Regions from separate parts of the Zea mays genome. Here region 1 is linked to region 2. Evidence: chromatin contacts called from public Hi-C data. All regions are on one chromosome and are shown on one strand. Each heading gives the region's core, a stretch centred on a gene start, on an enhancer-like site or on the middle of the called end of the contact. The rest is flanking DNA. Distances are from core to core; before and after follow the strand shown.

Evidence for each region. A called contact is a pair of places that touch in the nucleus more often than the background predicts.
Region 1: a contact with region 2 is called in a Hi-C map of tassel, with 6 times the contacts expected there. The contact joins the promoter of LOC100192772 here to the promoter of LOC100216905 in region 2. A contact is called at or near these places in 9 of 25 Hi-C or Micro-C datasets (bundle sheath, ear, endosperm and 3 more).

Annotation. Positions count from the first base shown.
Region 1 is chr6:105,486,390-105,492,342 of Zm-B73-REFERENCE-NAM-5.0, reverse strand. LOC100192772 reads right to left here and starts at 3,358. Exons shown (of 5, transcript NM_001358546.1): 1 at 2,696-3,358; 2 at 1,097-1,225; 3 at 640-981; 4 at 495-542; 5 at 1-385. The coding sequence starts at 3,238. The coding sequence ends at 155. It overlaps LOC103629694 (a long non-coding RNA gene), which reads left to right and starts at 4,830. Exons shown (of 2, transcript XR_554579.2): 1 at 4,830-4,905; 2 at 5,006-5,109.
Region 2 is chr6:105,330,056-105,336,293 of Zm-B73-REFERENCE-NAM-5.0, reverse strand. LOC100216905 (WD repeat-containing protein 57) reads right to left here and starts at 1,579. Exons shown (of 2, transcript NM_001143291.1): 1 at 1,443-1,579; 2 at 1-49. The coding sequence starts at 20. It overlaps LOC100280916 (protein transport protein SEC61 gamma subunit), which reads right to left and starts at 4,239. Exons shown (of 3, transcript NM_001153836.1): 1 at 4,105-4,239; 2 at 3,883-3,998; 3 at 2,425-2,641. The coding sequence starts at 4,198. The coding sequence ends at 3,883.

The DNA.
Region 1 (5,953 bases), core at 2,109-4,608, 150 kb before region 2:
GCATGCCCTGAACCTCTATAAGAATGGTAATTCACATCGGCAGAAATTCAGGGATCTGATCAAGTTCCTCAACAGGGTAGAAGGTCTACACGGTGAACTGATTCATCGGTGCTATATGGGAGGAGGAGGAGGAGGAGGAGGGCATATATACACTCTACAAAGGCATCAGTCTCTTGTACTTGAAGAACCAAATGAAGGAGCAGAAGATGAAAACGCCCACCACTGAAGTAATTACAAGGACCCACTGGAATGCATTCTCTATTTTGAAAACTGATGTCTCAAAGTTCATCCCAAATATCCCAGCAACCACTCCAAAAATGGCCACAACAAATGTTGCAGTCGTTAGGAGCAACTCAAACTGGATCAGCTGGTTCCGCACGTTGTCCTAGGAACATATGGAACTCAAGTCAAATAACACAGACCAGCAGTATGGGAAATGCATAAACCTGATATGCATATCCCAAATAAGCAGAGTATAAAATATGTCGACGTACCAGCTGAATGTTGATGAAGTCTTCAGTGTCATCAATGTACTCTTTAAGCTGAAAGAAGTAAAAATAGATCAGACCCCTTTGACTCCTATTGCAGTATTATTATACGTAACCAGATTTAAGACATGCTGGTGATATGGCTTGGTACCGATGTCAGCTTGTTGAGAGTGCTGTCGATAACAACGAAATAAGCTTCCAGTAACATCTCCAACTCTTGGATATGATCTGTCGTTGTGTTATCGGAGCTCTTCGTGCTGTCATGCCTGCTTCTACACAAACTGAAAGCTTTCTCCAGCTTTCGTGATTCCGTGGGTGATGAGACTGGCGATACAGGAGCTGAAACTGATGCCCCAGCAGCACCTGCTGAATTGTAGCCCAACAAAGACTGGTCACCAAAGACAGATGATTCCATCCTCATCTTTTTTTCGGTGAGATACATCTCAGCCATATCACCATCATCATCCATTAATTGTTCTATTTCATCTCTGACCTATTGGAAGAAAAAATAGCAATTAGAAAACCAGTCCACACAAATGGTCTGCAACAACAACAACAACAACAACAACAACAACAACAAAAGAAATCGAGATTAGGCTACATTTTACCTTTTGAACTCTTCTGGTCAATGCAACTAGTCTACTTTTTAATCGCCGGACACGTTCCAAATTGAGAGTACTGATTTTGGATGTCAGCTCATCCAATAATGGATATGCTTCAATTTCCAGTTCCGCTGCCTGAAGAGAAACAGAAAAATAGACAATATGACATATGCACTGGTTTTATTAATGTCAAAAGGCAATCAGCATCTACAAGGCATGCTTACCCTATAACTTGCTTGGGACTAGAAACCTAGAAGGCTCTGTTGTTTTGACCATGCAAGAGTGTGCTTCAATCAGTAAGACATAATACACATAAGACCATATCAACAGTCAACACTCAACAAAGAATTTTTGAAGCTAAAACTCTAGCCAAAAAGCCATGGGTTCTCGGTCGTCCTCTCTGGTCACTTTTGAAAGGCACTTCAACCTCAATTGGTTTGTTATAAAAAAAGTTCAATTGGCAAACTCAAAACAATTCCTAAATTATTATTAACTCAAGGAAAATAAGTATAAAAAACTAATTGTTTTCGATAGCCTGAAAAAACTCAGATTACTTCATGTTCTGAACAGGAATGTCTATTTATTGTGGTTAGGATCATTAAACAGATGAATATTGATAAAGCCATCACAATTTGTTGGAGAAAGCATCGATTTCTTGGTACCAAGAGAAGCAGGCATTAAAGAAACTGCCTGAGGAAGAAAAGAATCTGCACATGAAAAGGCTGTTACAGTTAAAGGAAGAAACAATTTGTATTTCTTGTTTACAACTTAACATTAACATGCTGCGAATTTGAAATTTTCTCTTAAGCAACATCCAACTTTTAAACTTTGATGGGCTCATTCTAACTATACTACCTGATTGCAAAAGCAGGAGAATGATGCAAGTGTATGCCATAATCTAAGTAGGCACTCATCTTAGTCTTAGTAGATACCTAAAAGGATAAGGAGGCGGATCTGCTAATCTTTATACAGTTGGAAGAAATAACTGATACAAAACATAATTTCTCATTGATAACATGTGTTTGAATCACCATCAGAGAGTTAGCTGCAACATTTTTACTCGATGATCAGCAACAATTGGGAAGTTGGGGAATCCCATTCATCCAGCAAAAAATTTGATTCTAGCACGTGCAGCATGATACTCACAGAATACCATCAACCTCTCATTGGCTGCAAAAACACAATTACTGGACCATTAAGCCAGCCAATTGCACAGTTGCAAACCATGTTAGAACATCATCATTATCGCGTCCCGTCATAGTCCAATCATGGGAACTGAACCCACTCTGATTCGAATAACCAAACTAAGGGTATGTACAATCTAGATACTATATTACGGTTCTCTAAGCACTAAATACACCTAAAAAAACCCTTCATACAACCCAACGTATTGAAGTCTTGTATCTTATTCGCTAGAAACTCTCAAGATACAACTCATTTATGTGGGTTATATAGAGGCTCGGTTATATGAGTGGAACCGTATCTAGACTTAGAGAACCGTGCTAAAGACGTTCCTTCGCCAAGATACCGTTTCTTGTGTTTTTTGCACTAGGGCATTTATGTAGTTCAGACACAGACATGGAATCGAGGAGTTTTGATGATCACCTGTGCATCGAGGAAGGAGCATGCGGCCTCGAGGGCGAGCTCGAGCGCCCGGAATTCGAATGGTAGCTGGTCGCCCTCAGCGCGCTGGAGGAGGCGGCGCTGGAGCTCGGCGGCGTACTGGAGGACGTAGCTGTCGAGGGAGTTGAGCAGGAGGACCTCGTCGGCTGTAATGACGCATCGGATCTGCTCGAGGTTGACGACGATGGCGCGCTCGCGGCCCAGGACCGTGGACGGGTACACGAAGAGCGGGTCGAGCAAGCGCAGGTCCCGCGCGGGGAGTTCGCAGCGCCGCATCATGGTGGCCTTGTCGATCTCCAACGTCTGCACGGAGGCCGTGACGGCCTCGACGCGGATCCAGCTGCGCGTGCCGCCGCCGCGCTTCTTGAGGTTGGGGACGTCGAGCACCCCCGGGAAGCGACGGCCGGCGGACCCCGGGGGCGCGGACGGGAGCGCGGGCGAGGAGGCCGACGCGACCTGGGACGGGTACGCGCGGTGGAGGAGCGGCTCCTTGACGGAGTCCCCGGTAGCGGTGGCGGCGGCCATGGCGCGCCGGCGGGTGATTGGCCGGTGTAGTGGGCGGTGTGGGGTCTTTTTCGCGGACGGGCCCCTGCGCTCGCGTGCCGCGTAGAGTAGAGTCGAGGGATGGAGTCGGCCTGTTGTTGGTGAAACGTGAGACTCAGGCCTCACGGGACTGCCGCCCATCTTTTTTTTGCACTTTTAAAGTTTGCAAACTCTATAGTCTACTAGGTGTGCCCGTACGTTACAACGAGAGTACACATATCTGATCGAATCTTATATTTTTTTGGAGGTCTGGAGAAAGTTTCCTCAGAAGCCAAATATATTAACACCTGAGCATGTGTTACCCTTATGTCCCATCAGCATATTGTTCCGCGCTTGTATGAGTCTTGCTAATTTGCATCATCGTGCATAGTCTCTCACCATCTATTCACTTCTATTTCCACTCAAAAGACTACTATTATTTTTCAGGTGAAGTTCTTTTGGATGGGGAAAACATAAAAAAACTGAAAGTAGAATGGTTAAGAAGTCAAATTGGTCTGGTGACACAAGAACCAGCCTTATTGAGTTTGAGCATTTGGGAAAATATTGCTTATGGAAGATCTGCTACCTTTGATCATATAAAAGAGGCAGCAAAAACAGCCCATGGTCGTACGAAACCCAGGTAAAGGAGGTTACCATATATCTTATTGTTTATCAAGGCTAGACTGCTTAGTGTTTTTTGTATCACACTGTTATTGGGTTCATAAAGTTGCTGCTTCTATAAGCATTTGTTGTCTGGGCCTTATTTTGCGCGTCACTTGTGCTGCACGAACTGTGGTTGACCAAAAGATTTGCCACCCTACTGAGTTTGATTTCTACTTGTGTAGTCATGTTGGCATTCAGGTACGTTGCACATTCTTTTCCAGAACAGCACTTATCAGACATTGAGTGTCAAAAATATTTCTTGTCAGGGAACAAGTCGCCCGAACCATTACCATGTGCTCTATGATGAGAACGAATTCACTGCTGATGCACTGCAGTCACTGACAAACAATCTTTGCTACACATAAGTTCAACTCTCCAATCTCCCTCCATCTCTGACTCTTTGATTTATCTAACATCTCCCTACTTTTGCATAGATAGTTTCATCCAAGGTCAATTGCACTATTTAAACAACTAATCCAGTTTTGGTACGCAATCGGTGAATCTGTGTTGATCACAAGGCTCATGATTTGTGTATGTTTTGTCAAGTTCAATAGATGAAGGGACCCGTGGCTCACCAAGTCGTTCCCCCGTTCCCTTTTCCCCTTCAGGAAACCATGCTCAGCTCCCAAGTGGAAGGAGATGACAGGAAGTGGCATATTTGCTGCTAGGGGCGTGCTGAATTACATTAAAAGAATATTCTTAATTTTGATGGACCTAAACAGCCAAGTTCTGTATTTGCAACATGCCAACACATAAACAGTTTTAAAATTTATTTAGTAACTTTTGTTTATACATGTAGGCTCAAGCATCACTTGAGCGGGATGATGAGGTATATTCAGATTTACTGTTTAGATTCATTGTATCATCTTGCATTGAACTGAACAGATTGTATCTCCTGATGTTTGATGTTTTTTCTGGTTATTATATCTGCCACATGATGTATATTTTGATGATGAATCTGCAGAGGTTGTAATCTCCTCCCTTCGCCTTGGAGACGACCAAGAAAGGTTTATTCTTTACTATTTAATCTGATTACTGTTCTTCCTTTTTGTAAGCACATTTGATGTTTGCAATAAGAATGGACTAATTTGAAGATGTCGTTTGCAGTGGTTCGCTCTTTACAAATTCCAATTGGTTTGCATTTGACGAGGACAAGGCACTGAATGATGGTTTGGTTAGCTCAGAAGCATCCCCATCTCCAAATTCGGAAATATCTGCACTAAAAGAGGACGATGAACACGATGAAGTCATTCTTGGCAAAATTATAGATGAAATAAAAGGTTCTGAACCAACTCTACCAGTCATCAAGATATCGACGACCCTTAGCTCATGAGAGTATACACCAAAAACTTCAACTGACAGCAGGTAGGTTAAAATTCAAACTTGGTACTTCCAAAATCCTAGTAACCATTCTATTTGTTTATTTATTTGGAGGCTGAAGCAATAGATAGAGAACTGTGTAAACGAAAGTGACTGTAATAGGTAGTTAATTATACTATAAAGAACACTATCATTTGTACTAATAAAAATTTACTTCAAGCTCTATTCACTTTTATCTTTATATCCAAACCATCAATCGAAAAATTCTAATATTTTTCGCATATGTTTTAAAATGCTTAAACTAACAGCATTTGACAGTAGGGGAAGACAATGGCTTCAATTGCTCTATCAAAATAGCGGCCACCATGCAAAGTGGAAAATAGGTTTCTCAATGAACAAACTATTGTTGAAGTAGAAGGGGAGGCACCAAGCTGAAGTTCCGAATAGAATTTTGTTTTATTGTGTCCCTTTTTTACCTTTAAAAACGAAACACCTATTATAGTCTTCAAACCATGGACAAGTATTTCCTAGACTTTTTACCATTGACATGCTAATTTTGTAGATGAACTCTCACTCTAGATGATTTGTAGTTTTTATTTTCTTTTTTCACTTGTATTTTAACAACTTATGATTGTATCGTGACAAAAACTGGGTTGCTAATAATTTGCACATTTTTTACAGTTATCAGATGATGCAGCAGATCTTCTCATAAACTTAGTAAATTCCCCAAACAGT
Region 2 (6,238 bases), core at 330-2,829:
TTGCCTGGAGCAGAGAACATCTTGAAGTTTGCAATATAAGATCAAGTTCCTGAGGCAAAGAAATTTATAAGATAGCTGCAAGAAATGCACATCACACACACAGACCACAATAGAGATGTACACACACATAAAAAAACAGAACAAAAACATTGACACCAACCTTTAAGTCACATTTTATATATATATATATATATATATATATATATATATATATATATATATATATATATATATATATATATATATATATATATATATATATATATATATATAGGATCACAGTTAATTATCTCTACAAGTCAGTGTTATGACAAAGAATGAAAGTGAAGTCCCCAGCTCAGTATATCGAAAAAAAATGAATACACCAAATGCCGATAAAACAGCATTACGACACTATAGCAACAATCAAGCCAAAATGTTAGGTCACATTTGAGGAAAAATAACTAACAATAGCGGAAGCCAGTTCAAAGTCAGCATAAATAATCATGTTCTGGGTTACATGCAATCAATATTATCCGAAACGCTAAATAGTAGACAGTCGGTCACCTTTTGTTTAGCGTTTAGGCAGTTTACACGGTGTTTAAATGGAATTAAACAGTTTAAACTGTTTTATATTAGTTGTCCAAAATATATATACTTATATATGTGCATGTAAAAATTGAAGTAACATATACCTACCTTGGGCATGTAAATAAACAAGTATTCTAATGTATAGCACATTAGCAAGTCCTCAGATTGAGAACACATGCACATCCACATGACAACCAAAACATGGTTAATGATAAATAAATGAGCCAAGTGATAGACAATAGCATGATCATTGACGATTGAGTAGTTGACACACACTCACAGATTGACAAATGGCAGCTACTTAGCATGTCTTCAGATCAGTACAATAGTACATAACATCATGAGTGCATAAATTCAGACTACGTCATGTCTGAATAACATTGGTCATCACAGCACAATACCATAAAACATTGACAAATTAGTCCATAAGAAAAAGCACCAATTGTTGTCAAGGTGTCAACTGTCAAGTTCTCACTTCAGTTCTCACAACGCTCAGTCACACTCACACCTCAGGTAATACAGAGATCCTAGACAACTTAAATCACAAGTCAAATGCAAAAGATTAGCAGACACTAGCTGCTAGCCATGCAAAAGAAAAAAAATAGCCTGGTATATAACTGTGAATGTGAATTCTTACTTTTTGCGAAGTCTAATCTGCACAATTAGAAATCAAACATTGAGTTCTCAGCAATCTACAATACCGAATCAATCAGAGAGCAGCCCAAATTGCAGAGAGCAGCAACCAGCCAATCAAGCAGTAGTGCAGTGGGCAGCCATTTACATGTCTACACTGTAATTATATCAGATCCGAGTACAGGGTTTGGGTGCAGGGTTTCGCACAGCAGGGAAGGGAAGACAAAGGGTGCGCGTACCTGGTAGCGTTCGTCGCCGGCGAAGGAACCGAAGAAGACCTGGGGCACCTGGCGTAGGACGGTAGCGAGTAGCGAATGTCGCTCGTCGTGGCCACAAGAGAAGGAGAGACTGAGAGAGCGCGCGCGGTGAGCTGGGGAACGGGGTCGGGTTGACGGCGGCCAGCCGGCAGGGCAATGGAACGAGAAAACAAAGGGCTGCAGCGGCAATCTAGCAGGCTTCGGAGGCTCGGACCACCTCCCGTGGAGTTGAGGTTTCGGCCCAACTGGCCCAACATTGTTTCTTTTTTATTTTCTTTACTGTTTGTTTCCTCGTATATGTGTCTTTTCTTTGTATTTTTACTTTTTTCACAGTTGCTTTTGTATCTATAGATTTATTATTTTATTTCTACTTACTTCTAAGTCTATAATATTGTTTTTTGAATCTGGAATACTAACCTCATGAACATAGCATCTTGTCTCCTAATTATGGTCTTGTTTGGCACAATTGCTAATCGTTGAAAAGGCAGTTTATTTGAGAAGTTGATGAAAGAGAGAAAGGGCGCTGGGAGGAGACAACGGTGGAATGAGCTTGCCGTCCCTTTCTGCGGAAACCATCAGAGCATTAACAGCATGTGCAGAACGTCTACTGTCTCTGCTATCCCGCGCCAAAAGGGACACGCTTTCCATCAATAGCAAGTGCAGAACGTCTACTGTCTCTGCTATCCATCGCCAAAAGGGACACGCTTTCCATCAATACGCCAGCAGAACATCGTAGGGTCCGGCGTCTGGATTTTAGGGGCGTAGTGTTTGTGGTTTCGCTTATAATCCACTTCAAAAATAAGCGACAATCCGCCCAAACGTCTATATTTTTTTTTCGTTTCTCACAGAAGCAACAGTCTACAGTTCGGCTCAGATATACTAAAACATTAAACCACCAAATCGCGCTTACCATCGCCGAGAGAGCTGTAGACAACAACAAAAATAGCTTAATGGAACAACAAAATGGAACTTTCTTTCCAAGACTGGCTGCTTCATCAAGGATTCAAGGTCTACTCAGAATCCACATCCAGACATCCTGAAGCCTTGTCGTTCAACGATTTACTCCAGAAACACAACCGGAAAAAAAATGTCATTAACAATACTATTCCAAAGACCAAGATCCTCGCTATCCCTTGCTCTCAAAAGTATCGCACTACTCCCATGCTAGTCGCGCCCTGAGCCTGCACAGAACACAGGAGAAGTTACTAGCACGCTCATTGTACTCAGAGCAGGAAATTATTACTTAGCTACTCGAATTGTGCATTGCTTCTATTTTCAAGTGACCTGAAATGGAAACGCTTGATACATTCTATTGTAATGCCATCGGTAACAGAGCATATATGTTCCTTTTTTTACTCACTAGTAGGTACCAAGACTGATCATGTCTACAAAGCCATCAATCATGGTAAGATATAGTCAGGGAATCACAGCGTCTCAAATTCCAATCATATTTTCCCAATAAATTCAAAATTCTAGCAGCATGGCAAGAGTGGGACATGTGCCTCCGTAATAGAAATACTGAAATAGTTAGGAAGGCAACTTTTCCACCAAATGGCGATGTTTCCACTTAATGATGAATCCTCAAAACAGAAGCAGGCAAAAATCAATCCATGACATAAGCATCGATCCAAAATTGGTCAGCAGTAGTTTCTGTTTAAAAGATCCTCATTGGCTCCCCTAGATTTAGAGGGAATCCACCATACATCACATAGCTCGAAACACAATGTTTGGAGTATGAAAAGTTGCAGAAGTGGCGTTCATATAACAAAAATAAACCAAGGGCTGGTACAATTATGTTTGGCTTCGTAATAGTTGAGTTGGACAGACAATTCGAGGTGTTCTAGCATAATAGTTTCCACATGTAAGGTTCTGGTTACGTGTATTTAGCGAGGAATGATAGAATACAACTCTCCTCAGCAATTCAGACAAACAAAAACTTGGGAACTTGTACTGGATCGAAATAAATAACTGCGATGAGTTACAGACTGATACTAGAGGCTGACATCCAAAACTGAGTTCACAAGTCAACAACCAGTTGGAACCAATGACTTATATAATATGCTACTGCTACTGTAATTGTGAACAGATAAAACTGCACTAATCGACTGCTAGAATTTCTCTTCTGATAAGTATATCTGACTCTGACCAAAGATCATGCACGAGGTAAAATCCAGTTATCCAGTTTCCACATAATCGAATGATAGGCCACGAAGTCGAGATTCAAAATCATAGTGAACAAGCACACTCAGATCGGCCGAGATCTTACCAGCGCCACAGTCTCCGCACCAGCACCCAAATTCACACCTCAAAAGCGTGCAGAGACTCACACAAACAAGAGCGCGCACCGCAGATCAACAAACCACAACATCGAAACAAGCGGATCTAACGGGCAGCGGTGGGTCAGGGAATAAAAGACACGGACCTAGCCGGAACCGACGATAATGTTGTTGATGGGAATGAAGATGAGCTTGACGAAGAAGCCGACGAAGCCCATGACGACGAACCCTATCGCCGTCCGCGCTGCCACCTTGGTGAACTCTGCAAGCGCAGATCACAGAGAAAAACCGTCAGATCTGAATATGAAGAACCAAAAACAACTCAGATTCGAGCCGGGCACGGCGGATGTAGGGGTCCTTGCACGTACCCTTGCGGTCAGGCTTGTGGCAGCGCTTGACGAGGCGGACGCTGTCCTTGGCGAAGTCGCGGAGGGGATCCACCACAGAATCGACCGCGTCCATGGCGACGTGCGAGAAGCGGTGGGCTGGATTCAGTTAAAAGCAAGCCGACGCGAGAATGCGGTTCTGCCTTCGTAGGAAGTTTGGTCGTCTTGCCGGGTGTAATAACATGAATGTCTGGAAATCCGAATTATATATATATATATATATATATATATATATTGGTATTTACTAAAGATATTTAAAATATTACTCTCTTTCTTCTAAAATATATTCGGCTTCAAACTAACGGACATGGGTACCCTCTTCTACAGTACGAAGACGCTGCACCCGTACGATACCTCCAGGTCACACGGAGAGCGGCACCCGACCCCACCACATGGGGCAGGTCTAAAGGCACCACGTGACGAGAAATGATAATACATCCCAGGAAGCACCGTTGGGTTCGGACCTCGAACACCGGACCCCTGTGAGTACGAGTCTGGAGCTCCCGAGGAGACATGTCGGGTCTCCTCGAGTGAGGTTCGGGCCTTAGCAAGGTCTCGGGACGGAGAGGACCCCGGCACAAGGGTCCGATACCGACACGTGTCTAGGCTTTGCCCTACGCTCCCCGCTCAGACGGAAACTCGCCACGGACGCGAGAATGCGGTTCTGTCTTCGTAGGAAGTTTGGTCGTCTTGTCGGGTGTAGTAATAGTAACATGAATGTCTTGAAATCCGAATTATATATTGGTATTTACTAAAGATATTTAAAATATTACTCACTTTCTCCTAAAATATATTTCGCTTTAAACTAATCATACATCTATTTAGTAACTCATGAATACAAATTGTATATATATCTATATTTATTATCAGTTAGACGAATGTGGACGGAAAAAGTGGATCAAAAACAATTGTATTTTGGGAGTGAGTAATATATATGTTTGTAAATCTAAATTATTCAAGCTAAAAAAATTATATTAATATATCTATTAATATTCGATTTCGATATAAATAGTAAATAGAGGAAGCTTAATATATATGTTTAGAAAACTAAATTATCCGAGCTAAAAGGTTAATATGAATATCCGTATTAATATTTTAATTTAATTTAAATAGCAAATAGAGGTAGCCGAATTAGATTTCTAGTATTTTTATTTATGTCTGCAAAACTATTTCAAACTTATTTTTACCACTATTTACTAATTACAAATGATTTTGATTTTAATAAAGGTAGACCGTTTGAAATATTAAAAATTCTATGACCTTGTTTAGTATAATTTATTTTCGCAGATTCTTCATATATTTAAATAGAAGTTGTGTCAAACATATAGAAAATGTTTTTCACGAACTTCTCAAATAAACTACATGTTCTAACTAAGGCGTTATTTGGGAAGCTTTAACTCGAGTAAATGTGGAGTTGGTGGAGCAGATTATTAGGTGCTTCAGAAAATCGTAGAGTCAGGTTATAATACTTTAGAAGGCATTTAGATAACTAATTTTATTTATTATTTAAATTAAAATTAGTTTTTAAAACTATTTAAATCACAGCAAAGAATTACGAGTGAGGCAATGTCGACACCGGCGGCAGGGCTGGGGAAACGGCGTCGACGTGAGTCCGGAGAAGTAGAGTCTCACTCGCAATCGCAATACGAGCGGCAGCTCCTCAGAGAGTCCTGAGTCGCCGTCGCGAGTCCGGAGAAGTAGCCACGCAAGAGTCTCACTCGCAATCACAATACAAGCTGTCAGGGAGTCCTAAGTTGATGATTAATTCGAGATGGATTTAAGAAAATACAAAAATGAAAGATTGTTGGTGCCAAAGGTCTTTCCTTTTTTTGCTACCGCTTCTCCTACTGATTAGGGGCTTCGGCTAGTTGGTTTTAGTTTTTTTGATGTGTTAGGGATCTCTATCTGTATAGGTCTTTCTGGCCTCCGTGAGAAGTATTTTATATTTTAGGTCTTCTTAGACTTTTTCCTTTCCTTCTAATATATGATTAGTACTTAGTTCTCCTGCACTTTTCAAGAAAAAAACACTTATCACATACTTTAAATATTAATATTTTTTTATATATATTTGATTAAAGTTAAAAGGATTTATATTTGGACGGATGAGATATATATT